Regions from separate parts of the Mus musculus genome. Here regions 2, 3, 4, 5, 6 and 7 are each linked to region 1. Evidence: chromatin contacts called from public Hi-C, promoter capture Hi-C and targeted proximity ligation data. All regions are on one chromosome and are shown on one strand. The core of a region is the stretch at or near the end of the contact, and the rest is flanking DNA. Distances in the headings are between cores, read along the strand shown. Region 1 holds the start of Sqle (squalene epoxidase). Region 2 holds the start of Derl1 (Der1-like domain family, member 1). Region 3 holds the start of Tbc1d31 (TBC1 domain family, member 31). Region 4 holds the start of 9130401M01Rik (RIKEN cDNA 9130401M01 gene). Region 5 has its middle 13 kb from the start of Zhx1. Region 6 holds the start of Atad2 (ATPase family, AAA domain containing 2). Region 7 holds the start of Fbxo32 (F-box protein 32).

Region 1 (3,605 bases), core at 398-2,897:
GCCGCCCTGTTCCTCTCTCATCACCTACCACTGGCCCCATCATTCCCTCGAAGTAATTAATGGCACCACAAATATTTAAAGATCCAGTCTCTAACGTAAGCCTGTCATTCAGCTCTGACTCAACTTAGGAGCGGACTGCGCTGACTAATTGCTTCAATAGATAGTGGGGGACGGATTTCTGCCCAAAACTTTAAAGTGTTAGGCATCTTTATTGCTTTTCAAATTGCTGTCACTTTCCACTGTCTGCCATCACATTTATAAGTAGCCTTACCTGCCACACAAATTCTCCCTTGTCAGGAACAAAAATCATCCTTACCCAGGGATTTTAAATTAAAAGCCACAGTGAGTCTGTCTCCCAAATGAAATTCTAACATTTCCTACCAAAATCAACACCCAATCCCTGAGGTTCACACAACAAATGCTTTTCATCTTCCCTAAGAGCACAGCCACAACACAGTCCAGAACTTTAAGAAACGCAATCAAATGAGAACACTGACGCTTCTAAGCCACCACTTTCGTGACTTTTAAAGAAACCATAAACTTCAGTGACCTCGATCTGAAGTTTAAAATACGATCCCATTCATTTGCCCACTGTGGCATCAGGCATACCTTCTTGGACTCCAGCTGTTCTTTCTTTTCTGATTCAGGTGACTTGGCCCAGAAGAAGCCAATAAGAGGCAAAGCAGAGAGAATATCCGAGAAGGCAGCGAACTGGGCGCCGCTCTGATGGCGGCCAAGGAGGCCCCCGTGTCGATGGCGACAGCGGTAGGAGAGCACCAGGCCCAGCGACAGGAACACCAGCACGCACAGCAGGAGCTCCTTGTTGGCCAGGGTGACATCCCCGCATTTCTTATAAAAATAGGTGAAGGTAGCAATGCCAAGAAAAGTCCACATGGCTCAAAAGGCTTCTTTGGTGGCACCAGCCAAGGCTGAGGATTTTGTGTTTTGGGGGTCTCTTGGGGGGGTCTTTTTTCCTCGGAAGGTCTTCAGTGATTAAAATGTCCCCAAAATGTAGTTCTCAAAGGGGTTCGGGGCAACCGGTCGAACTTCTTCCAATAAATAGTTTCAGGATCACGAGTCAGATGTGATCAATTTTTGAAATCATTGAGAGTGCAAATGTATCTTAAGTTGTCCAGATCTTAAAAGGCAGCATTTAAAGCCTGCCTACCCCAACGGCTCCTGATTACACACTTCTTCATTCAGCCAACTGATGGACACGGGCCTCTCTATTGGGCTGAGGGGTGCGAATGTGGCTGTATACTTCGATGTCCGCTCGCCTGGCTGTAAACGGTCTTTTGTCACCAGCAGCAGGTGCTCGGTAGGAAGGAGTCGGGAGCGTAGAAGGATCTGGGTGCTGGGAAAGCTGCCCTTAGCAACACTGCCCCGGCAGCCTTCTCCAACAAAAGATGGCCACGGCGTCCCGAAGCGCGGCGGCAGCCTGGCAGCTCAGCCCTCCCTTGGAGATTCCTCCTCAAGCAAGCCCCGAAGTCACGGCCGGGAACCTGTCCGACCGACACTTGCCTTCCTCGAGAGTGAATGGCTGTCTCGGATGAGCGTCCTTCAGAGCGAGGCGAAGGCTCCTGCCCGCCGGGTCCCCAGCATCCCTCGCGGACAGTAACCAGAGTAACCGCTGCGCGCCCCGCTCGCAACCCGGCCCCACGCGCTTCAGCCGCCCGGCGGGCTCGGCCCAGCCCAGGGACCGGGAGGCGGGGCTCCGGCCCGGCACCGCCCCTTGAGCGGACCCCGCCTCCCACGCCGTCCGAACCAATGAGAGCGCGCACCGCGCGGTAGGCTGAGATGGCGCTATAGAGCGTTTGTCCAATGGCGGGCGGCGCACTCCGCGCGGCGCCAGTCGCAGAGGCGCTAGGGCGATGTTGCGTGGTGCGGGGCGGGTGCGTGGGGTGGGCGCGGGGCCGGTGGGTGAATGGGGCGGTGCCCGCTCGGCCTGGCCGCCGCGGGGTCCTCAGGCCCCACCTGCGGAGGGTGGAGCTCGCTCTGGAGGAACTCTTGGTGGCTCCTGGTGGCTCAAACGCAAGAGAGCTACAGGAGTCATCCGGGCGGACTGGATGATCACGGGCTAGAAAGGCGAGGAGGACGTGACACGCCGGCGAACCTGCCATAATTAGTGGACGAGGACTAAAGAAAATGAGAGAAGTCAGTAGGTGGAGATGGATCACGCCTTTAATCCCAGAACTCGGGATGCAAGAGGATCTCTGTGAGTTTGAGGCCAGCTTGATCTGCATAGCGTGTTCCAGACCAGTCAGAGATACACAGTGAAATCCTTCTCGGGTTAAAGAAAGAATGAGAAAGGAAAAAAAAAAAAAATGTCCTAATCAACAGCAATCCCAAAACTGTTTAATAAGATCATTTTATGTTTTAAGCACTATGCCAGAGCGTTGCAAACATTCATTCAACCCTTACAGCAGTCTTGCAAGAATGGCATTACCTTTCTGTTACAGAAGTAACCGAGCAGTTTATCTGCCGTCGTTCATGAGACTAACAACATCATTTTATACTATCCACAGCTACTGTCATGTAACCGAATTTCAGACTCGACAGTACCATTTAATTATCAAGCTTTCGTTGAGTTCTTAGTTATCTATGGTTTAGGTCTCACCCTAAACACTTCTCAGATATCTTTATTAGTTTCTGCGATTTTTTTTTAAGTCATTCAAACAGGTACAGTTGTTTAACCCGTTTATCCTTTAATAATGAAAGAAGTAAGTCTCACAGAACTGTATCCTACCAACCCTTTGCAGCAGGCACAGCCAACTCTATCTAGCTCCACATTTCTTCCTTCCTTTCGATTTGTTTACTTATGTATTTTGTCTACATGTATGGCTGCACTTTAGAAGAAGGCACTGGATCCCATGGGACTACAGTAACAGTTGTAAGCAGCCATTCGAGCACTAGGACTTGAACTGTGGACCTCTCATAGAAGCCATTGCTCTTAACAGCTGAGTCATCTCTCTGGCCCTAACACCACATTCCTAATGAGGGTCTCTCCATGTTCCTAAGTCCAACCAACAATAAGCTGAAATTCTAGGCAACTTAAATGAGTCTTAACCTTGCCAAATGTCTCCCACCTTTGGGCACTAGTAGGAGAAAATGAGATGTATCTAATACTCTCAAAAAGCAGCATTTGCACAGAACATAGGATGAGATCTTGGTGGTCAGTTCCACATGTCAGGCATACAAAGAGGCAAACTAAAACTGTCACTCCTGAAGCTAAGGAATTGTGTCCGAAGGTAAAACACGGAATTAACTCAGGGAAAAGACTGTCCACATTGAAAAACAGAACTCAGGATCCTTCTTGTTATTCTGATTTTGGCCAAGACAATGCAACCATTACTAGATAATCCACTTAATCGGACATAGATTAGAACATAACAGTCATTGATTATCAATCGCATGACTCAATGCTTTAAAGCTCTATCCCACTTCCACACTATTTTAATTCTTTTGGGCAAACAAAACATCAGGCTACAGTCACAGTATTGGGAAGTATCTATGAGCCTGTCAGGAATGGTGCTCTAGAAAGAACTTGAATGACAAAATAGCCACTATTCAAATGCTGCTCTTCAGAACCCAACAAGTAGCTGGTG
Region 2 (3,605 bases), core at 677-3,176, 1.4 Mb after region 1:
ATGATGGCGCACTGCCTTTAATCTCAGCCCTTGGGAGGCAGAGGTAGGCAGACCTTTTGTGAGTTTGTGGCCAGTCTGATCTACAGAACAAGTTCCAGAATAGTAAAGACTACACAGAAAAGCCTCATCTCAAAAAAGGTGTAAAAATGATTTCTATGTATATGAGTGTCTTGCCTGCATGCATGCATGCACATGGTGTATGCATGTACCTGGTGCCTACAGAACTGAGGTAAGGTCAGATCCCTTGGAACCAGAGTTATGGGTGACTGTGAACCACCATGTGGGTGCTAGGAAGAGAACCCAGGTCCTCTGCAGCGCAGAAAGTGCTCTTAACTGCTGAGCCATCTCCCCAGCCTCCTCCTCCTCCTCCTCCTCCTCCTCCTCCTCCTCTTCTTCTTCTTCTTCTTCTTCTTCTTCTTCTTCTTCTTCTTCTTCTTTCCTTCTGCTTTTTTGACAGAATCTTGCTATGCAGTTTGGGATGTCCTGAAACTCTTGCTCTCAAGCTTTCTGAGTGTGGGGTTGCCTGTTCCCCCACATCTACCTTGGACTCCTTCCTAGGCTTTTATGTGGATGTCTCATTTTGAGGTGCATTCCCATGTGAGCCATCTCTACCGTCCAGTTACCAGGTCCTTCTAAAGGCAAGGACCCCAAAGAGAGATGAAGTGACTTTCACAACATTAGGTACTGCTAAGAAGTGGTTTGTCACAGTATAAACGCCAGTGTTTCTAGAGTGTTTGAAATAATGGAGCACTGGAAAGTATGTGGAAATGCACATGGACCTCGTCTTTGCCTGGAGGATGTGAGTCACGTGGGCCACTTGGACCTAAGATTTTCAATTCCTTTACAACGTTAAATAATTTTTTTTTCCAGAGCCCAAATTTCACATTTTTTAAGTTTGAGGAATTTTTTTTTCCCGATCTGAGAACACCGAGTCTGTTTCTTTTCTTATTGTCCAGACCTGATGGTAATTATGTTACACCTCAGCTCTGTGTTTACAACGCACTGCCTCTTCCAGTTTGGCCGACAGTTCCTCTCCCTCCACCATCCAATAATGATGATTTTGGATTTTGTTTAGAGAAATGGGTCCAGGGTTCTTTGGTGAGCAATCTCTTTGATTGCAGTAAGTTCAGATACTTAGTTTACTACAGGTCAGTTTACACCTATGTTCTTTACGGAAAGTTTTACTGATCCTAAACCATATTTTCAAAAAAACAAAACCAAACCAAAACAACAACAACAAAAACCAGCAACTGAATAAAAGTTCTAGTGAAATCGGTATCTTTCCACCATTTGTTTAAAACAACCATCTTCATTTCTAATTTAAAGCCCCCCAATGAACCAGATCATGTCCAATTATAAATGCGGTCTCAAATGCGTCTCAAGATTTCCCAGTCCTCCGCTGCCACTCTAGCCCCCCCATCATCCTAATCTTTTCCCGTATCCTCTGAAATTCTTCTTCATAACTCATTTGCTTTTCTGTCTACCCTGAGACTGCAAAGTTCAGGTACCGCTACCGTGCTCACAGCCGCAGCTGCATCCCCAGTGTCTAAAAATTTGCCTGAAGCTGTGACTAAATGAGGAACTATATGCGCTATCTCTTCCTTTCCCTTTAAATAAATACTCTTCAAGAGGCACTACTCCGATTACAACTCCGGGGAGAACTAGGGCATGTAGCTTCCCCATTGGTTTGCAAGACTGGCCGTTGCTCTGGGTAACCACTGTTTCCTACTAGCCTTGCCGTCGTCGCCCCGCCTCTCCTGCTTGGCCCCACCCCAGGACGTCGAGTCCCGGTACTGAGCTGCAAAAACGGCACTGGCCCTTTAAGCCGCCGGGACACTTCTGGTCACGTGGACCGCGGCCACCGGAAGGGGAAGTTTCTCTTGTGATCGCTGCCTAGCTTGTCCGAATTCGGTGGCGCCACGTCCGTCGGTCTCCGCCTCCTGCACAGCGGCTGCGCCTCCACTTTCCCTGGCCAAGCCGGCCGCGGAGCGCGGGGTGGGCACGGGAGGACGCGCGGCGCTGCGCAGCCGGTCACCTGACGGGCGACCATGTCGGACATCGGGGACTGGTTCAGGAGCATCCCGGCCATCACGCGCTACTGGTTTGCTGCCACCGTTGCTGTCCCCTTGATCGGCAAGCTCGGCATCATCAGCCCGGCCTACTTCTTCCTCTGGCCCGAAGCCTTCCTCTATCGCTTCCAGGTAGTAGCTGGCGTAGGGCGGTGGAGACTACAGCCCCCAGGTGTCCCCGCGGCTACGGAACGGGTTCGCCGGGCTGCGGGGCGCGCTGGGGCTGGTGGGATCTGTAGTGCGTCCGCCTCCAGGGGTTTAAGGCTGGGGTCCTTTGGGTCCCGGGAGGTCCTGGGGTCGAGTGTTAAGGCTTAGATAATTTAGAGTCGCGGACTGGCCTGCTAGGACGTGACTCACAATACCTGTCTGGCAAGATTGTACTTCCCGCCTTCCGCACTCTGAAGTGAGAGGTAAGTTGCCATTCTGTTGGCAAATTGGGCCCACCTACCTGAATGTCTTCCTCCCTCCTTCTATCTATGTCGTGGGTGGCGATGCCATCTTAATCAGTGGTGTCTACTTGACATAATTCTGCGTGGGTTGTTAGCGTGTTTACAGTTTCTCTCTCCTCCCTAAAGCAGTGGTGTAAAGGCAGATATTAATAAGAATTAATTTATCTGTATTTCCTACGGGCCCTATCCGATCACCTGGCATATAGCCGTTAAATGTTACCAGTGAATGAATAAACTACTCAGGAAACGGGAGATACTAATTTTCTTAAGCATTAAGGATATTAGTCAAGATTATCATTCTAAGCCAAAGAATGTTAGTTTCCTAGAGGTTATTTTTATTGATTCTGTGATATAAAAATTTAATCAGGGGACGCTCAGATTATATTAGATCTGGATTTCCACACATTCCTTAGCCTTCTCTTTCTACTTTCCACTGGATGTTATTTTCTCGTCTCCTTTGCTGATTTCTCATTTTCCTCACCCAGATGTTGGGATATGCTCTTGGAGTCCGTTATAGGATCCTCTGTAGTCCATCCCTTGGACTTAGATCTTTATCATACAAGGGGCATAAACACATGAATGGGAGACTGTCGGATATGTGAGTATCTTTATTGTAGTGGTGGAAATCACCACCTGGTGACCAGTAGACATATAATCAAATCTCCCTTTCATCTTTGCAAATAGCAACTGTGTTTGCTAGGGGGGTTTAGCAGTCATAGAGACATCCCTGAGTTCTTTTTTTGGGTTTCCTGTTTAGTGCTGGGACTCAAACCCAGAGCATAGCACGTGCTAGCTGAGTGCTCTGCCATCGAGATGCACATCTTGTATGGCCTCTTGACTTCTTTTCCCCACCCCAGAATCTGTCAGCTTAGACAGCTGATTCTGCCTCAGCTGTCTATTCGGAATCCAGGCCTTTCTCCATCGAAAGCTGTTAGCATGCCGGCTTTGCTCTTTCTGTTCTTGCTGAGCAGCCGGGGCAATCGTGTGAGAACAGAAATCATGTCCTGTCAGTCTCCTGAGACTCCTCCCATATCTGTGAACTGGGATGGGTAAAGTCCGTGCCAGGGCTTGCTGTTGCAGTACCTAA
Region 3 (3,605 bases), core at 457-2,956, 1.4 Mb after region 1:
ATCTGGAACCCCAGTGACGGGGCGTTGGAAACATAGACAGTTCCCTGGAGCTAAAGAGATGAGCACTAAGTTCAGTCAGAGTCTATGTCTCAAAAACTAAGGTGAAGAGCACTTAAGGAAGATGCCGATGCTAATCTCTGGGCTTTACAAGCATACCTGCATATACACACATCAACACATACATACATACATACATACATACACATACACATGCACACACACATACACATGCACATGCACACACACACACACACATACATACACACATCAACACACACATGCATACACACACACATATATACATACATACACACATCAACACACACACACACACGTTTTTTATTCTCCTGATATAACTGTCATCCTGGAGGCTTACTGCCTTTTGTTTCTTAACCTAGGCCTAGTCCCCAAAGCTTCTAGCCTCCGGACAACCTAATCTAAACCTAGAATGTTCTCAACCTCTGAGACTTACTGCTGAGTAAGCTCACCCTTTTTAGTTCTTTCTGAGCTCTGCTGGCTGGTTCAACTTAGCTGTCCTGGCTCAAAACTGCTTTCCGAGCTGAAAGGAAAACGCCGAAGAATCTCCACTATTGACAAGATTGTTTATTCAATAGGTCAACGGGTGAATAGCACTGATAAAGGGTGGACAGCCACCAGAAACCACAGTGGCTGGCTGGCTAGTCAAATAAGTGGCTGATCCACTTATAACTGCTTTCAGCTTACAAAAACACTTAGTCTGATTTCTAGGGAAGCAACTAAAAGATAAATAGAAAAGTCTCTTGAGAAACAAACCTCGAGGTATGAACCCAAGTGATACTATGCAGTCCACGCAAACGTAGGTAATCAGAAACACCAAGATCGCTTAGGCAGGCACCATGGGAACCAAAACAAATGGGGGAGGGGGCAAAGACTCCCACTGACGTCACACAAGAGGCTGCGTGTTAAACCCGCTACTCCAAACAGAATAAAAGGAAGCACAGGCGGGTAAAAGTCCCCGCACCAATGACAGGCCCTGCAACACTCACTGCAGAACTTAAGTTTGTTCCAGCGTTGTTCCATAGTGAAAAGCGTGCTTGGCCCACACTAGGCTCTCAACATTACAGGTGTGCAATGTAATGAATGACTTAAGGATGGAGAGCATCGGCTTTTGGAAAGGTAGATGTGCATTGCTTTCTTTGCTCCCATCACCTCCTGGAGTTTTTTTTCCCCCCAACTGGAATAGACATTAATAAATCAAAGCAGGTGGAGTCCTGGCACTCAGCTGAACTGCAAATTCTTTTGCACAAGTCGTAGAGCCTTCTCCTGCCTGCCTCTCACCGTGACCAGGGACCAGATTCTGGGACAACTGCAATCTACGGTTTCCGGAGCTACTTGCTCCTCCTGAGGTCCCAACCCAGGGATGCAGCGCACGGCCAGAGTCAGAATCCCCGGGCCAGCATTCCTCCTCCACGCTTCCCACTTCAGTCTCCCGCAGACCCGCCCCCTCGTCGGTCTCCACAGCCCGCGGCCTCACCCGTCGTGAGTGGCTGGCGATGGCTTGCGGTGCCATATCTTGCCGCTCTCCTTGTTGCCCAGGTCAGTGCTCTGCATGTCGAACCCCGACCCCTACCCCGACTCCGATCCGCGGCTGACCCGGTGAGGGTAACCGTCCCGAGAGCTACCCAGCAGTCCCCGCGCGCCCAACCCGGGAAATTCGAGCGGCCGCCGCGGGGTCTCCGCCCCCAAGGACTGTGCCAATCACGCGGGGGACGCCCCTTCTAGTTACAACCAATCAGGACGGGGATCCGCCCACCTCCGCTCTTGTGGTCCCTCCACTCTGGACAATGGAAACAACCAACGGCTTCTCTCTAGACTCCACCCCTTTTCTGAGGCTTCTAATTCTGCGACCCAAAGGCTTCAGGGAGTTGTAGTTTTCTGAAAACCAAGTCTGGGACTTCAATTCTCTGACACCTATAGGCTCAAACAGACACCAAAAGTGTTTTTCTCCTGAGAGCTTGCTGCCTCCTGCATTTCGTTCTCTATTGCGTTTAGAATAAGAGATTTATAGAAATAACAAAGATGCAAAAGACAAGTTCGTTGAGAAATGGAGGAGTTCCTTTCCTAGAACTTACAGGCACGGCAGAACTCCACAGACCTAAATGAATTCCGCTTTGTTTGGTTTGTTTTTGTTTATTTTTTGCCATACTCATCACGCTTTAATTGCGTAAATTTACAAGATGCTCCCACATTATGGTTTGCAACCCACTCCTCATAATCTAGAAAAGTAAAAAAACGTCAAGAACCAGCTGCACTGGCATCGGAAATCTTTTTCACTTAGCAAAATTCACTCAGTGTTTCTTTAGTGCTTACTACGTGTGGCTGTCCCGCGTGCTTAACAGGCCAACGCACTTAATTCACAGAGAAGCAATTTAGATAATACTTTTAACTCCACTTCAGTGATGTATGAAGTTGCAAGTCGATTTCTAATGAAATCGGTCCACGTTTGGCGTATAAAACAGAAATAATGCCAGGTAGTAGTGGCACACGTCTTCAATCCCAGTACTTGGGAGGCAGAAGCAGGCAGATCTTATGAGGTCAGGCTAGCCTGGTCTACAGAACTAGTTCCAGGATTGCCAGAGTTACACAAAGAAACCCTGTTTCGAAAAACCAAAAACCAAATGAAAAGACCAGAAATGTATTCTCTCAACATTCCGTGTCAACAGAGTCTGGCAACAAAGATTTTCTTCTTTGTCTGGGATAGCCACCTTTTGTTTGTTGCAAATATCTCTTTACTTTTCTCATATATGAAAATAAATGAAAAATCTTAAAGTAAAAATTAAATGAGGTTTTCAAAAGAGAGTGTAAATATTTTTAAGGGAACACGACTTGAGTTCACCACACTGCTAGGAAAGGACCTTTCTCTCCTGATCGGTTTTGAGCTGTAGTCATCTGATGTGTGTATGACTCCTGAGACTTAAGGTGTGTATCCAGACATAGTCAGGCTCTGCCAAAGACTTATCCGATGTGTATGTATGTCTTTCCTTCTTGTTGTTAATGAGGCATGTAATGGTACTTGGTTTATTTATTTATTTATTTGTAATGACACTTGTAACATAGCCTCTGCCCTTTGTCAGCTTCAGTAAGCTTCTTACAACTGCTCCCTCATTAACATAGATCAGCCGCACTTCTGACCCACACCTGCTTCTGTCTCCTGTTCCCTTTGGGGCACTCATGCAAGGCTATTTGAGTCGGTATCTCACAAGGTTCTCTCTAAGTCTCAGAGCTTGACTTGCCATTTACTATGGACAGTTACAGTTGGATTTAGGGTTCACAAGAATAGTCCAGAATGATATTCTTAGATGAAACTCAACTTAAAAAAAAAGATTTATTTATTATTATATGTAAGTACACTGTAGCTGTCTTTTAGACACACCAGAAGAGGGCATCAGATCTCATTACGGATGGTTATGAGCCACCTTGTGGTTGTTGGGATTTGAACTCGGGACTTTTGGAAGAGTAGTTAGTGCTCTTAGCTGCTGAGCCATCTCACCAGCCGGAAACTCCTTAACTTACATCTTCAAAGATTGGTGCATGTGCGCACGTGTGTGTGCGTGTCTGTCTGTCTG
Region 4 (3,605 bases), core at 579-3,078, 1.3 Mb after region 1:
AATGCTGGTAGACTCAAGCTGGGAGAAGCCTGCCTTGGCTGTTATATAAGATTTGGGGGGGCTGGAGAGATGGCTCGGTGGGTAAGAGCACCCGACTGCTCTTCTGAAGGCCAGGAGTTCAAATCCCAGCAACCACATGGTGGCTCACAACCATCCATAACGAGATCTGACTCTCTCTTCTGGGGTGTCTGAGGACAGCTACAGTGTACTTACATATAATAAATAAATAAATAAATCTTAAAAAAAAATTTGGGTTCACATTTTCAAATGAAAGGTAAACAATTACTAGTCAATAGACATAGCTTTCTTTTTGTAGACAAATCTGCCATGACTGTGGGAGTAGAGTAAGCAAGGAGGTTCTTTTAGCAAAAGGTTGGAAACTACTGAGCCCAGGAATCTTGAGTGCAAAGGGCAAAGAGCTATCACTTCCCCACGTGCAGCCCTTAAACAACTGCTGCCATTTTAGCACACGCTCTGGTTCAGTTGTTGGGCAGGAGGCTAGAGCTAGCAGGCCTGAGCAGGAGGGAAGACATTCTGAGATCAAATATCTTTCATAAAGAAAAAGCTGGAAGAACTCCTCCTTGCCCGCCTTTGCTCTGCTCTTCCTCCGCTCCTGGAGCAGAGATCTTGAATACACCCATGACACCCCTTTCACCTCTAAAGCTTTGTGTGCCTTATTTTAATCAATACCCATTTTATAGACTGGGTCACACAGCTAGCGAGCCAAGGCAACAGAGCCACACACACGTGGCTCTTGCAGTCCTTCAGTACTGTGCTGACACAGTTCTGGGCATAGACAGGGCATACTGGGATTAGGGCAAGTATAGCCCTTTTTAGGACATTATTTTTTTCCTGGTGATATTAGGAACTTTTCTTATAATTCTCTATAATATCTGAATTTTTCTTAATAAGAAGTATTGCATTTCTGATGAGAAAACAAAACAAAAACCCCAGGTATTAAAAAAGAACTTCTCTGGATGGATCCCACAGTAGCTACTGCCTGGAGGCTCCCTGCGTGGACTCTTCCAATGAGGCTATTGAATATGCACTGAGTTCCACATTTGGTGAGCCAAGGGCAGATGAATTTTGAAATCCGGGGAGGTGGTTTGGGTTGCCCTGTACGAGTCTGTAGAGTAGAAAATAGGGCTGAAGGAAAAACCCTGGAAGCAACTGGTGGAAGAGGAGCAAGTGTGAGGGCAAATAGAAAAGCTTTATTACTAGCTCCACATTAGTGCTCTATAACACAAGCCAGTGTTTTGTCCACGACCTTTACATTCTAGAGTCAAAACGTTTCTTGAAAGTCTCAAAATTCTGCTAGCCTTGATCCAAGTCTTTAAATTGTGATGTCTAGTTTTTTTAGTAAATGCGTGAAGAGTTCTGGTCTCTTCTTCAGAGACCCTGGGCTTTTGAACAAGTTACCTGACTTCTTCAAGCCCAGTATCTCCTTTTACAAGATAAGAATAACCGGGCTCTTCTCACAGTTATTGGGAAAGAAATTTTAGAAATAAAATGCAAAATAAAATGGGGAGAATACTGTCAGTGGTTTAAAGCTGATACTTACCAAGTTAACTGGCTCTCCAGAGACCACGACTATTCGAGGTACTCAGGAGGAACTCACTCTATCCAGCTCTAGACACAAAGAGGTCAAAACCTTTGTTGGGTGGTTTAGGAGGCCCTGGAGTCAGGCAAGAATTTCTGCTCCACCACGGAAATCCCCAGCCGCTGAAAGACTACCACTCCCAGAATGCAACGCTCCGGCCGACAACCCACCGCTTCCGTGTGGGCGGCGCGCCGGTGCCGCTCTACACTCTACCTTGCCTCGGCAGCCTTGGCGCGGCTGCTGTCGCGCGCTTTGGAGGCTGGGTGATGGGCGTCGCTCTAGGTGTCGCCTCGTTTCGAGGTCCAGTTGCACTTCCGCGCGATGGAGACCGGATGCTGGGTGCTGGGCGGCGAATTTGAGGACTCGGTGTTCGAGCAGAGGCCGGAGCGCCGGCCCGAGCCGCCCTCCCCCTACCGCGCCAAGCTCTGCGAGCCGCAGGTGAGACGGCTGCCCCTCTTGCCGCTCCGCTCTGGAGCCGGCCTGCGGCGAGGCCCACCACCGTCACTGTCCACCCGCCCTGCAACCAAGCACGGCGACTTCACTCTTGTACCCTCGGGTTGTCTGTCTCCGTCCCCCACCCTCAACCCACGTGTCCTGCAGGCGGGCCCGGGCTAGCATCACACGCCCCCTTCCTGCCTCCAGCCCCGCCCAGGTGCTCCGCCGTAGCATCCTTGCAGGCCTGCTGGCTGCCTAGAAGAATAAAATAGTTCCAAGCTAATTATGTTTCATCATTTCCTAGTAATGTATTGAGACTTGGATATGTTATTGTTGAGTTGGGATGGCTAGCTATGTGACTAAATGGTTGCAGAGTGCCGAACCTAACGGTGGCTCAAATACCTCGTCTCGAGTGACCCAGTGTTTAAAGAATAGAACAAAGTTTTTCTTACTGTGATGGCCCAGTAGAAGGAGAGGCACTAATTTAGCACGCTTATGATGAGCCTTGATACTCAGTGAAGTGTATTTCTCAGAATACAACCAAGCTATTACAATGTTAACTGTACTGAGTCAACAGAATTTAGAGACTTTCTTCAGCCTCAGCAGGTTTTATTGTAAAAGAGAATAGGAGATGCTTCTTTGGGGCTGGAAAATTGGGCATGCAGAATGCTTTTCATCCTTTTTTTTTAATTCTTTCTTGGTAGTTACATCTGGATCTCACCTTATGTCCAGTGGGTTTACATCAGAAGAGGTCGTCTTACAGATGTGTCCTCAGATCCTCCAAATCTTTGTCTGGGATGCACAGAAACCTGACTCCAGTTAAAATTTCCTGTGCTCTGTGTGCCTTTGTAGCATTTTTATAATAGGACCATCGCCATAATCACAGTTTCCTACGTCTTGTGCACAATTTTGTCAGTCCCTATTCACTCTCAATTGCTCTAAAAGAAAGCAGATAGCACTTTAAGAGTCACTGGACTGCACTTGGTGATGTCATTTCCAATAACTTCACTGTGGTTGAAACCGTGTGCTTTTATTTATTTTTTAAATCTGTCATTGACATGTATAGACATGTGATCATTACAACTTTTATTTTTTAAAACCACGTTCATTTATTTGTGTGTGGGTGAGAGAGCCATGGCACTGTGTGGCGGTCAGGGGACAAACTGCAGTTGTTGATTCTTTCCTTCCACCACATGGGGCCCATAGATCAAATCAGGTTGTCCGACCTAGTGACAAGTGCCTTTACCCGCCGAGGCATCTCACAGGCCGTCTTATCATTTTAATAAAAATTGGGCTGTCAGAGAGATGGCTCAGCAGGTAAAGTCACCTGCAGCCGAGTTTGATGAACTGTGTTCTATCACCAGAGCTGGAAGAGTAGAAGGAGAGAACCAACCAGCAGTTATGCTCTGACTTCCGTATGTGCTCAGTAGCGTGGATGGGCCCACATACGTATAACATGTATTAAAAATATTTTTTTTAAAATCTGGGCCATCATGAAGATTGTCATTGGTGGCTCAGTGAGTGACGTGTTTGGCGTCTAGCATGAGGATTCATGATTCCTAGCACTCAC
Region 5 (3,605 bases), core at 393-2,892, 1.2 Mb after region 1:
ATGGGGACACCTGGAGGGCTCTGGTGAGGGAAGTCCAAACCTCAGAGAAGTAGAGCTAAGTAGCCATACTCACTGGCAATGCCAGCACGTAGGAGTCAGAGACAAGAGCATCATGAGCCTGAGTGACACAAGATATTGATTCAAAACAGGTCAGAGGAGGGAGCCAGTCAAGGGCACTTGCAGTCAGGCTTGGTGAGCTGAGCCTGACGACCTGAGGTTAAACTCCTGAACACGCCCAGTGAAAGGAGAGAACTGATTCTGACTCCTGAAAGTTAGCTTCTTACCTCCACATGTGCACCTTAACATGCGTGCACACACACACACACACACACATACTCGAACACACTATACACATAATCATACAGATGTACACATGTATATACAGAGACACATGTACACACATACATACCACACAGACACACACATAAATATACACAGACCACATACATACAAATACAACACACACAAACATACACACTCACTACACACAAATACACACAAACCACACAATTACACAGACACGTATACACCAACCATACACACCACACATACACACACAGATGTAAAACATAAAAAGCCGAGTAGGAGGGGCTGAAGAGATGGCTCAGCGGTTAAGAGCACTTGATGCTTTTCCACAGGATCTGGGTTCAGGTTTCAGTACCCACTTGTGGCTCACAACCATCTGTAATTCCAGTTCCAGGGGACCTGTCACCCTCTTCTGACCTCCAAGGGTACCAGGTATGCATGTAGTGCGTATTCATACATGCAGACAAAGCACTGATGTGCAGACAATAAAATTTTTGAATTTTTTTGTTTTTTGTTTTTCGAGACAGGGTTTCTCTGTATAGCCCTGGCTGTGCTGGAACTCACTTTGTAGACCAGGCTGGCCTGGAACTCAGAAATCCGCCTACCTCTGCCTCTCAAGTGTGGGATTAAAGGCGTGTGCCACCACCGCCCGGCTTTTGTTTTTTTTGTTTTTGTTTTTTGAAAATTTTGAATATAAAAAGCAGAGTAGGATTTAGGTAGTAGTAGCCCTTCAAAAACATACCAGATCATTTTTACTACACTTTCAGAAACCACTTCCACTAAATGTATTATCCTAAGGCTATGAAAGGACCAATCACGGGCTAGCTTTGCTTATATTTGTTTTCATAGTTTGAAACCCATCCAATTAACTGTATTGTGTAAGCTTTATACAGTCAGTCTGCAAAATGACTGCAGAAAGGACTGGAAGGTTGTAGGTGCTCACTTCCTTTAGCTCTGAGAGCAAGAACAAAATTACAGAGAAAGTCTATATGTGCATAAACAGTGATGAGGGAAGCCAACAGCTAATTTGCTGGGTTACAAACAGATGGGTTTTATTTGGTTTGTGAGTCTTAGGTTGCAAGTTAACAGAAATTCTCTTATGCTAACCTTAGCAGAAAGACTCATATTTTGAAAAGATAGTTGGAAAAAGCCGAACGGTAGCAGAAGAGAACCAGTACTCCTCCAAGTTATCCACAATTCTTTTTGTTGTTTTTGCAAGACAGGGTTTCTCTGTTTTAGCTGTGGCAGTCCTGGAACTCACTGTGTAGACCAAGCTGGCCTGGAACTCATAGAGATTCGCCTACTTCTGCCTCCTGAGTGTTGGGATCAAAGTGTTAGTCACCGCCATTGGTTGGTTGGTTGGTTGTTTTGGGGGGGAAGGGTTGGCAATTCTTAAAATAGTTGATATCAATGGGCCCTAATGCCCATGTCCACTTAGCCTGTGTCTGGATGCCAGTGTCATATAACTTAGTCTGTTCTTCGTGAAACTCAGAAAGTGTGAAGCCAACCCAGGGGTTTTCTGTTAGAGATAACAAAGCCACAGCTTATCAGCACAATCTTCAATGTGCATTTGCCTCCATTCTCTAGCGCACACATCGAAGTTTTCCCTCACGTGTACTCTACGCTCGTATGTATATCAATTCTCAAGAAAGGCCTTCCAAGACAGGTTCTACTCTACATTTTGTAAATAAGGAAATTGCGGCTTAGCTTAAGTCACCTAGGCTTCTTCACATAGGAGAGGAAGAAGAGGGAATCAAACCTAGGCATGTATGAATTGAAACCCATATTTTTTAAAAATTATTTTCTGTGCATGGCTTTTTTGCCTGCACATGTATCTGTATACTCTGTTCAGTGCCCTCCCCCTCCCCTAGAGTCCAAAAAAGGGTGTTAGATGCCCTGGAACTTGAATTATAAATGGCTGAGAGTCGCCCTGTGGGTGTTAGAGATGGAACCCAGGTCTTATTAAAAAAAAAAAAAGTAGCCAGTGCTCTTAGGTGCTGAGTCATAGCCAGCCCTGATGAGAAATATTTATTTTACTTTGCAGCCATCCTGGGATTTGAACACAGCCATACCATCCTCAGCAAACCCCATATTTGGGTGTGTGTGGGGGTAGAGGGTGTTTGTGACAGCTTTTCTTTACATAACCCTGGCTGTCCTAGAACCCACTTTGTAGACCACGCTGGCCTCGAACTCACAGATATCTGACTGCCTTTGCCTTTTGAGTACTAGGATTAAAAATGTGCACCACTGCCTACCAAAAACCACTTCAAAACAAACAAACAAAACCTTTTTAAAATTTTTTTGGATTTTTCGAGACAGGGTTTCTCTGTATAGCCCTGGCTGTCCTGGAACTCACTCTGTAGACCAGGCTGGCCTCGAACTCAGAAACTCACCTGCCTCTGCCTCCCAAGTGCTGGGATTAAAGGTGTGCGCCACCATGCCCGGCACAAAACCTATTTTTAATTTTTATGTGCATTTGTGTTTTGCCTGCACGTATGCCTGTGTGAGGGTGTCTGGTCCCCTGGAATTAGAATTAGAAACAATTGTGAGCTGCCATGCAGGTGCTGGGAATTGAATCCAGGTCCTCTGGAAGAGCAGGCAGTGCTCTTAACCACTGAGCAGTCTTGCCAGCCCCCCAAAACCACATTCTTTATTATTACTATTATTATTCAAACCCACATTCTTAATCACATTTTTAAAAAATAGATATTGTAGATGCCGCCTAATCTCCGTTTGGCCTGTAGCATTCCAGAATAGGCCATTTGGGGTCTCCTCAAGCATTGGGAGCCTGGCATCTGAGGTGGGCTGGAAACAACAGCAGGAGCCTGCGCTACTCTAAATACTTGACAGGTAGTAGGAGACGTTGGCAGACAGCAACCTTTTTCTCCTTGGATGGCTCCGAGGCGTCTTCTCTGTTCGAGTTCAAACCCTACTGGAAACTGCTACCCTTGTTGGACCCCACTTCTGTGCCACCTGTCCCTTAGAAGGACCTAATGGTGTCACCCACCAAAGAAACGGTGGGCTTTCCTGATCCTTTACCTAAGGGCTGTCTTAGGGAGAGGCTGACCTAGCCACTCCATTTGTAAAATAAAAGTAGGAAACTACTAAATACCCAATAAGAGCTACAATGTTGTTGTTGTTGTTTATATACTTTAAAGTTTTGATGTATTAGCTACTTTTGTAACCAAATAACTCCCAGAAACAGCTTAGGGAAGATCTGTCTTGACCCACCTTTGCAAAGGAGTTGGTACACGCTTGCTTAGTTCTCAGCCTCTGAGCAGAGCATCAGAGTGGTAGGG
Region 6 (3,605 bases), core at 327-2,826, 1.2 Mb after region 1:
AGAGAGTACCTCAAATCAAAATGGGCCAGGGCTGGAAAGGTTAGAAGTTCAATGGAATCTGTTCCTATTGAATTGGGACATTTATATCTCTTGTTTAACAAAGCTTTTTATTTATTTATTTTTAATGCCAAATGGCCTCTGTATCAATTAAGAATGACAGAGGTGATTTATCTGTTACGTAGACAGCCACCCTGGGCTACTCCATGGTGATCTTGATGGCTTTGTTTGGGGCAGAGGTTGTCAGTCTTCCACCACCAGCTGCCACAGAGGGTCCTATCATCGGCCTTATGTCAGACCCAGAAGGTCTGAGAGATTTTTCTGCGGAGGAGGAATTCTGGGGAGCTGAGGTACCTTTGCAAGGCAGGGTAGAGCAGTCAACCCGTGTCCACAGTTTGGACTGGGCTCTGGCAGTGGGTGAGGGATGGGGTAGTTCTTTGCCAAGTGGCCAGTTAGCATCTGGGAAGCAGGTCCAGGTGGAGTCTGTTACTGCTCATCTTCCTCAGCTGAGGCTAGCAGAGCTGGTATTGTCTGCCGGGGGAAGCCATTTTCATGAAACACCTTAAAATGTCAGTCAGAAGCCGGGCGTGGTGGCACACGCCTTTAATCCCAGCACTTGGGAGGCAGAGACAGGCAGATTTCTGAGTTCGAGGCCAAGCCTGGTCTACAGAGTGAGTTCCAGGACAGCCAGGGTTATACAGAGAAACCCTGTCCCGAAAAACAAAACAAAACAAAAAAAAAATAAATAAATAAGTAAATAAATAAAATAAAAATGTCAGTCAGCAGATCTCTTTGAGGGGTTTGAGAGCCATCATATAATCTATTATGTATACCCCTAATTAAAAAAAAAATGTTGCATTTAATTACTTTTTTTACGCTTAACCTTGACAAAATAGACACAGCAAAAGCTTGTCTCTGTAAATGAATTACATTTGTACCTAGCACGACTACAAACCATTCTGAGCACAGGAAAGAATTTGATCATTTATAAGGTGACTGGCCATTAACTTTATGTCGTAATTACTTTACAAGTTAGCTTTTTTTTTTTTTAATCCCGGGTAAGTTTATATGACTCATTCTATCCCAATAGCTGTTGCCAGTTCTTTTAGCTGTCTTTAAGGACCATTATATTTTCTTTCTTTCGTGCAGTTTATTTTTGTTAGTTCATCAATAAAAACCTCTTCAAGTCTCAAAGTCAAACCTATCGGAGGCAAAGTGCTTGGTTTAAGGACCTTTTTTTTCTGGCGTTTGAAGCCTAGATGGCGGGAAGCCGCCGGCAGGGAGCCAAAGGGCCCTTCCGCCTCCACGCGCCAAAATTCCAAACAAGACGCTGCACCGCTCTCTCCGTCTCCTTCCACTGAGGGCGGAGAGCCGGAACTACAGCTGGAAGAACGACGTCGCAAATTCCTGTGAGGGGGCTCGACGCGGTTCGCTGGCGCCTCGGTTCGCGTCGGCTCCGGTTCCCGCGCTCTTCGGATTGGAGGAGAATTTCGGGTTCGTCGATCTGGGGGTGGGGTCAGGAGGCGTGGCCGGCGGCGGAGGGATTCGGCGCGCGTACGCTGCGGCCGCTGGGCGCGCAGTTTGTGGCGCCAGAATTCAGAGCGCGTGAGCGCCTGAGCAGCCTCCTCCGGAGCCAGGTTCTCCACTTCCCCCGCCTCGGGTTCCGGCTTCTGCAAGCGGGGCACCATGGTGGTCCTCCGCAGCAGCCTGGAGCTGCACAGTCGCTCCACCACCTCCTCGGCCACCGACTCTCTGGACCTGTCCAGTGAGTTCCTCAGCCTGCAGGACAGCGGCGGGAGGCGGCCCAGATTGCGCCGAGCCGGGAGGAAATCGACGGCGTCCAAGGCGGCGGGCGTGAGTACCGACCTAGGGCGGGGAGCTTTGGGCCCCGGGTTGGAGACGCGCGCCCCGCTCTGGGGTAGTGGGCTGTCGTGGACCAGCGAGGTGGAAGGTTCTGGAAAGACAGAACTGGCTGGAAGCGGGCAGAGCAAGTTGGTCGCCACCTCTTTCTACGCAAGAGGAAACCTAGAGCCGAAGCGCTGCGTAGGGCCGAGCGGAGGAGCTTTGGGCCGACCTTGTGCTCCCCCCATCACCTCCTTCCCGGTTCCTTCCCCGGGTCGCGTCAGTCAGGGGAGTGCGAACCCCCTGACTGCTGGAGCGCGTGCACGGGAGCATCTTGAGTTGTGGGCCCAGACAGTAAAGAGTCCACTGACCTCCATGTACGGTCCAGGGAGGTTCCATCGTGAGACTCAAGCGAAGTAAAATATCAGGTTGCATAATATGGAGGGACGAACGGCGACATTGCGTGGTTGCACTTTAAGTCTCTTGACAAGCCTTAGAGGACCTTCTGGTTGGTGGTTATCGGTGTGACAGATGAAGACATGGGCTCCAGAAAGGTAAACAGAGAGTGGTAGACAGTTCTGGAATTGGAACTTCGGTTTTTTGTGCCTCCCACAGCTTTCCTTTTCTGGCAGCTTCATGCTGCATTTACAGTCTCTGTAGTGGGAGGTTTGCAAATGCTTCTTGCCCATCACTGGGACCAGTGCGGAGAGATTACACATCGCCCGGCTTCGGCGGTGGTGGAAGGGGGACAGCGGGGACAGCGTTCACCAAAAAGGTTGAGGTTGAGGAAGAAACACTAAAGTTTCCGAAACCGGTAGTGATGGTCCGGTTGCAGTGAGGGAGTAGGAAAACAGACGCGTAGCTGGTCAGGAGACTGGAAGTCTGATCAGGAGCGCTGCGCTGGGAGTGACACAGCAGTGTCCACTTAGTTCAGACAACCCTAATCTTGTATTGGCACTATATAAAGTGAATCACTTGTAGACAGACGTAGCTTCCTTGGGGACTGGGATGAAACAGTCTTCGTTTGTTTGCTTTGTTTTGGTTTGGTTTTTTTTTTTTTTTTTTTTTTTTTTTTTTTTTTTTTGAGACAGGGTTTCTCTGTGTAGCCCTGGCTGTCCTGGAACTCACTTTGTAGACCAGGCTGGCCTCGAACTCAGAAATCCGCTTGCTTCTGCCTCCTGAGTGCTGGTATCAAAGGCGTGCGTCACCACACCCGGCTTATATTTTTGAAATGAAGTCCTCCCTTCTATAAATCAAGGTATTTTTGTAGAGCTTCTAATTAGAGGCTAATTAGGGGTGTTATATCGGATTTTCCTCAAGGACGACAGATTCATATTACAAAACACCATCTATACCAAGCATAAAATAGCTTTGTATTTGAAAAGTTTTATAAACTGGGGGCTTTATATTTAGTCCCATGTAAGTAAAAATGTATGTTTCAAAAACTTAACTCTCAGCCAGGCGTGGTGGCGCACGCCTTTAATGAGGCCAGCCTGGTCTACAGAGTGAGTTCCAGGTCAGCCAGGGCTACACAGAAAAACCCTGTCTCCAAAATCAAAAAACAAAAAAACTTAACTCTCTGCTTACCCTAGTCTTTGAATATTTCTTAATTTCCAGTCACATATTTTTCAACAGATGGTAGAGATACAGATACAGATGGTACTTTGGATGGTAAAATTTATTCACTTTAAATTCATTATTGTGATTTTTCTTGGTTTAATGTTGGAGACAGACCTTAAATTCTGAAGGTATGGAGAGGGACCCAT
Region 7 (3,605 bases), core at 627-3,126, 1.1 Mb after region 1:
AGGTCTGACTAGTAATGATGGGAGGCCAGAAGTCACCCTAAAGCAGTAGTCACTTATTCACACAAGAATTGCCTATGGAGAGACTGGTGAGTTGATTTGGTAGAGAGATATCATAAGACCCAAAAATTAACCTGCAAGCCCCACCGGCCAAAGAACAAGGACTAGGTAATTCCTTAGAATGCTGGGAGTTGTAGTCCTTGGAAAATATCAAAGCCACCTGGGAAAATACAATGGCCTTCAAAGCCTCTGTAAAACATGTCTAGGGGCCGCCACGCTGGGAATTCCAGAGAGTGGTCCTGACCAAAATTTATCCTGGTCAGTATTTAATTAAAGCTTGCTTCAAATTTGCCTCAACGTGGTAGAATTGCCCACCCCCTCCCCGTGCAAATCACGATTAACAGTGTCTCCATGGACACAGTGCTTGATGAACAGTCTTGAGGACCTGAGCTCAGACCCCCAGCACCCATGCAAACAAACAAACAAACCAACCCATTAAAGCACCTATATCTTTATCCTGGTGCTGGGAGACAAAATCCAAAGAATCAGAGGTTCATCGGCCTGCCAGTACAGACAATAGAGAGCTCCAGGCTCAGTGAGTCTGACCCAAAGATAAATAGGGACAAACGTGAGCAAGGAAGACACCTGACATTGACCTCTGCCCACCGCGGGCACACAAATGCACACTCTCTCAGAGGATGGAGGAAGATGGGATGGTTATGAATGGCCAATTCTGTGCCTGGTGGTAAGGCACTGGGCTGAGATGTCTCTAGACTAAAAGGGAGTTATGTTCTGCATAACAGGGAGGATCGCTCTGAGTTGAGAAGTAGCATAAGACCCTAGGTAATCACGGACTTAACCCTCTCTGAGGACCCCACAGCCTTTCACCTGAAAAACAGACTGGCCACCCCCTCGTGTTAGGAGAGATAAGCTCTTAACAGACTCTCTTCCCTTTCTGAAGCGGCCGTGAAACCCAGGAGGACTTTATAGCTAGAAATCAGAGAACACCAGGAATTGAACTCTGCGTAAAGGAAGAGAAAGAAGGGTTCCTGTGGTTCCACAGCCAAAAAAGCCCAACCCTGGGGCACTGGAGCAGCGAGTGTAGCCTGAGACTCCTTCCTGACTCCACGACCCTGGAGGCTTTGTTCTGAGCCAGGCGCCTCGACGCCAGCGCTGCTTGCCCAGAGTCCCTCAGAGTGGGACCCAAGACTGTCTCAGCTCTTCACTTCAACGCCATGGGGTCCGGACGCTGCGGGGGCCTCTTCTTTCCCCTTCCTTTGCCACTGGGGTAGTCGAGCTTGACAGCAAACGCATCAAATGACAGCTTTAAGGCGGAAGGAGTGGGGGTAGTCCCTCCCCGCCCCTACCGCACTGGGTCCCCTCTTTCACTTAGCACACCCTGGCGCCTGGAGTCGGTACTGGCAGTAAGAGAGGTTCAAAGAATGCACCCCTACCCGTCCCCAGACGTTCTGGCCTCCCCCAAGGCTGATCTGCCTGCAAAGATCGGTCCCGCAGCTTCCAGACCCTCTGGGACTGACAGTTCCCAACTCTCTAGGCTTCCTTGCTACACCCTGCTTGTCCGGGACCCGTAGAGGGGACCTAGTGCCGAGTGCAAGACCAGGATCTTGGTGGCGACAGCTACGCCTGATGGGGGAGTAGGGGAGGTGCAGAGGTGCCAGGGCACCGAGGGTCAGCGGGACATCTGGCCTGGCCATGCGGCTTCAAGTTTCCACGGACGCAAGGTTGTGCAACTGCGAGCAGAGCGAGAGCCGCGGGCGCCTCGGAAAACAAGGCGAGCCTATAAACAAAGCCACGTGGCCTCGGGGCGCGGGGGGGGGGGGGCGGGCTAAGAGCAGGCGGCTCTTCCGGCAACAAAGAGACGGGGCAGCGGCCCGGGATAAATACTGCGCTCGGGCAGCCGCTCAGCATTCCCAGAGTCAGGAGGCGACCTTCCCCAACGCCTGCGCCCCTGTGAGTGCAAGGATCCCCGCGCCCACCCAGGATCCGCAGCCCTCCACACTAGTTGACCCACTCTTGTCCCGGTCGCCGCCTGCGTCGTTCCCCAGCATCTTCCCAACGCGCCGCATACCCTGGGCAAGCCAGGCCGGTTCCTGGCTGTCAATCCGTCCCGTCCGTCGGTCGCGTCCGCGCTCTGTACCATGCCGTTCCTTGGGCAGGACTGGCGGTCCCCGGGCCAGAGCTGGGTGAAGACGGCGGACGGCTGGAAGCGCTTCTTGGATGAGAAAAGCGGCAGCTTCGTGAGCGACCTCAGCAGGTGAGGACATTCGCCGACTTCCAGCCCCACAAAACTGATTTTAGCTGGTCGGGGACGAGGGGGAAGTGCACACCTCAGGGGCAGGTGAAGGAGGGCAAGCAGGTCTGGGCCAGAATAAAGAGGGGGCTTCCGACTGAAGGGACAGGAGTGAGGTGCCGGGATTTCGGTAAAGGTCGCCAGAACCCGAGAGATGGGTAATTTAGTGTCTCCTCCTGATCAAGGACAGTGTCTCCCAGCAGAAAAGATCCCATACAGAACCCAGGATCCCTCAATCTGGCAATAGGGGATTATGTCCCTAAACACTTGAACACAGGCGCACAACTCATGGACTCTTCCTTTAGATCCCGCAATTGCAGTCACTGTTTTAAGTGGGTGCTAGCGACTTGGCTGTTTGCCTTTCACTGTCCTATGACAGGACCCCAAGAGTACAAGAGCGGTAGTAGTCACAAGCCGGATGACGGGCCCTGCCATGAGTGCTTGAAGGCTCTTCCCACGCGCAGTCGACGGCTGAGTGGGCCGAGAAAAAAAAAAAGTGACTGGGAGGGGCAGCCGATGGGCCCCGGGACAGCTTGCGGAGTGGGTCGTTGTGGTAACGCTTAGGGGCTGCGGAGGGAGGCAGGGAAGAAATGCAAGAACAGTGCTCTGCTTCAGGAAGGACCAGACACTTGCACCTGTTTCCTCCGTGGCCCTTTCGGTCTTTATACCGTGAGCACACTCCCATCCTTAGTGGTGCCTGCCCGCTGCAGAAAGACCACCCAGACTTGAAGTTTCACCTGAGCTCCGCTGTCTAGTGAAATCTGAGGTCAGAACAAGTGCCCACTCATAGAGTATCAGGTCAAGAATCAATCCCCAGCCTGGACAGCTGACTCCCTGAGACACCTGAGGAACCGACAGAAGTTTGTTTGGAGGCGCTGGTGCAGTTGAAGTCACCTTTCGGTGCTCTCTCCTCCCACTGTCCTTTGATTAACACACACACACACACACACACACACACACACACAACCTGCATCCCTAAGCTGACTTCAACAGAGACTTTTGTGAGTGTGCCAGGTGACGCTGAGTGAGATTTGCCAATGGTTGCTTGAATAAAGGTTTGGTAATTAATTATCAAGAAACCAGTGGGACCTCCAGGGCCTCCCATTTGTTTGTGATTTGTAATGCTTGAATTCCCTTTGTCTCCTAATGAGGTGAAACAGTTCCCTGAACTTAGGGCCTTCCAGGAGAATCAAATATATTAGCCTTGTGTTAGGTCCTTTTTTTTTTTTTGCAAGTCCCAGGGGAGTTTAGAACACTCTAAAGAACTCTTACTCACAGAAAATCAGATAAATTACCA

The links. Promoter capture Hi-C pulls out the DNA fragments that hold promoters and counts their contacts. A called contact is a pair of places that touch in the nucleus more often than the background predicts.
Region 2: a contact with region 1 is called in a promoter capture Hi-C map of pre-B cells, with 3 times the contacts expected there. A contact is called at or near these places in 4 of 39 promoter capture datasets (fetal liver, liver and pre-B cells) and 1 of 484 Hi-C or Micro-C datasets (B cells).
Region 3: a promoter capture Hi-C map of pre-B cells shows a contact between it and region 1, with 2.5 times the contacts expected there.
Region 4: a contact with region 1 is called in a Hi-C map of B cells, with 8 read pairs. A contact is called at or near these places in 2 of 39 promoter capture datasets (liver and pre-B cells), 1 of 484 Hi-C or Micro-C datasets (B cells) and 1 of 9 other capture datasets (adipose tissue).
Region 5: a targeted proximity ligation map of the SCID.adh cell line shows a contact between it and region 1, with 4 times the contacts expected there. A contact is called at or near these places in 3 of 39 promoter capture datasets (the C10 cell line, hippocampal neurons and pre-B cells), 1 of 484 Hi-C or Micro-C datasets (neural progenitor cells), 4 of 130 datasets of targeted methods (the SCID.adh cell line, astrocytes, embryonic forebrain and 1 more) and 1 of 9 other capture datasets (embryonic stem cells).
Region 6: a contact with region 1 is called in a promoter capture Hi-C map of hippocampal neurons, with 3 times the contacts expected there. A contact is called at or near these places in 10 of 39 promoter capture datasets (the C10 cell line, cranial neural crest, embryonic stem cells and 6 more), 6 of 484 Hi-C or Micro-C datasets (B cells, the G1E-ER4 cell line and embryonic stem cells), 11 of 130 datasets of targeted methods (the 230-238 cell line, the SCID.adh cell line, astrocytes and 4 more) and 3 of 9 other capture datasets (adipose tissue, liver and macrophages).
Region 7: a contact with region 1 is called in a promoter capture Hi-C map of pre-B cells, with 2.9 times the contacts expected there. A contact is called at or near these places in 2 of 39 promoter capture datasets (the C10 cell line and pre-B cells), 1 of 484 Hi-C or Micro-C datasets (pre-B cells) and 3 of 9 other capture datasets (adipose tissue, liver and pancreatic islet).

What each region holds. Positions count from the first base shown.
Region 1 is chr15:59,313,134-59,316,738 of GRCm38.p6, reverse strand. It overlaps Sqle (squalene epoxidase), which reads right to left and starts at 1,647. Exons shown (of 11, transcript NM_009270.3): 1 at 610-1,647. The coding sequence starts at 894.
Region 2 is chr15:57,890,739-57,894,343 of GRCm38.p6, reverse strand. Derl1 (Der1-like domain family, member 1) reads left to right here and starts at 1,926. Exons shown (of 8, transcript NM_024207.4): 1 at 1,926-2,201. The coding sequence starts at 2,049.
Region 3 is chr15:57,910,300-57,913,904 of GRCm38.p6, reverse strand. Tbc1d31 (TBC1 domain family, member 31) reads right to left here and starts at 1,706. Exons shown (of 21, transcript NM_001081396.2): 1 at 1,514-1,706. The coding sequence starts at 1,590.
Region 4 is chr15:58,032,517-58,036,121 of GRCm38.p6, reverse strand. It overlaps 9130401M01Rik (RIKEN cDNA 9130401M01 gene), which reads left to right and starts at 1,828. Exons shown (of 6, transcript NM_029418.4): 1 at 1,828-2,038. The coding sequence starts at 1,922.
Region 5 is chr15:58,087,763-58,091,367 of GRCm38.p6, reverse strand. No RefSeq gene overlaps it. Among named protein-coding and RNA genes, the nearest start is that of Zhx1, 13 kb to the right of the region's middle.
Region 6 is chr15:58,133,053-58,136,657 of GRCm38.p6, reverse strand. It overlaps Atad2 (ATPase family, AAA domain containing 2), which reads left to right and starts at 1,576. Exons shown (of 28, transcript NM_027435.2): 1 at 1,576-1,851. The coding sequence starts at 1,684.
Region 7 is chr15:58,213,163-58,216,767 of GRCm38.p6, reverse strand. Fbxo32 (F-box protein 32) reads left to right here and starts at 1,876. Exons shown (of 9, transcript NM_026346.3): 1 at 1,876-2,272. The coding sequence starts at 2,157.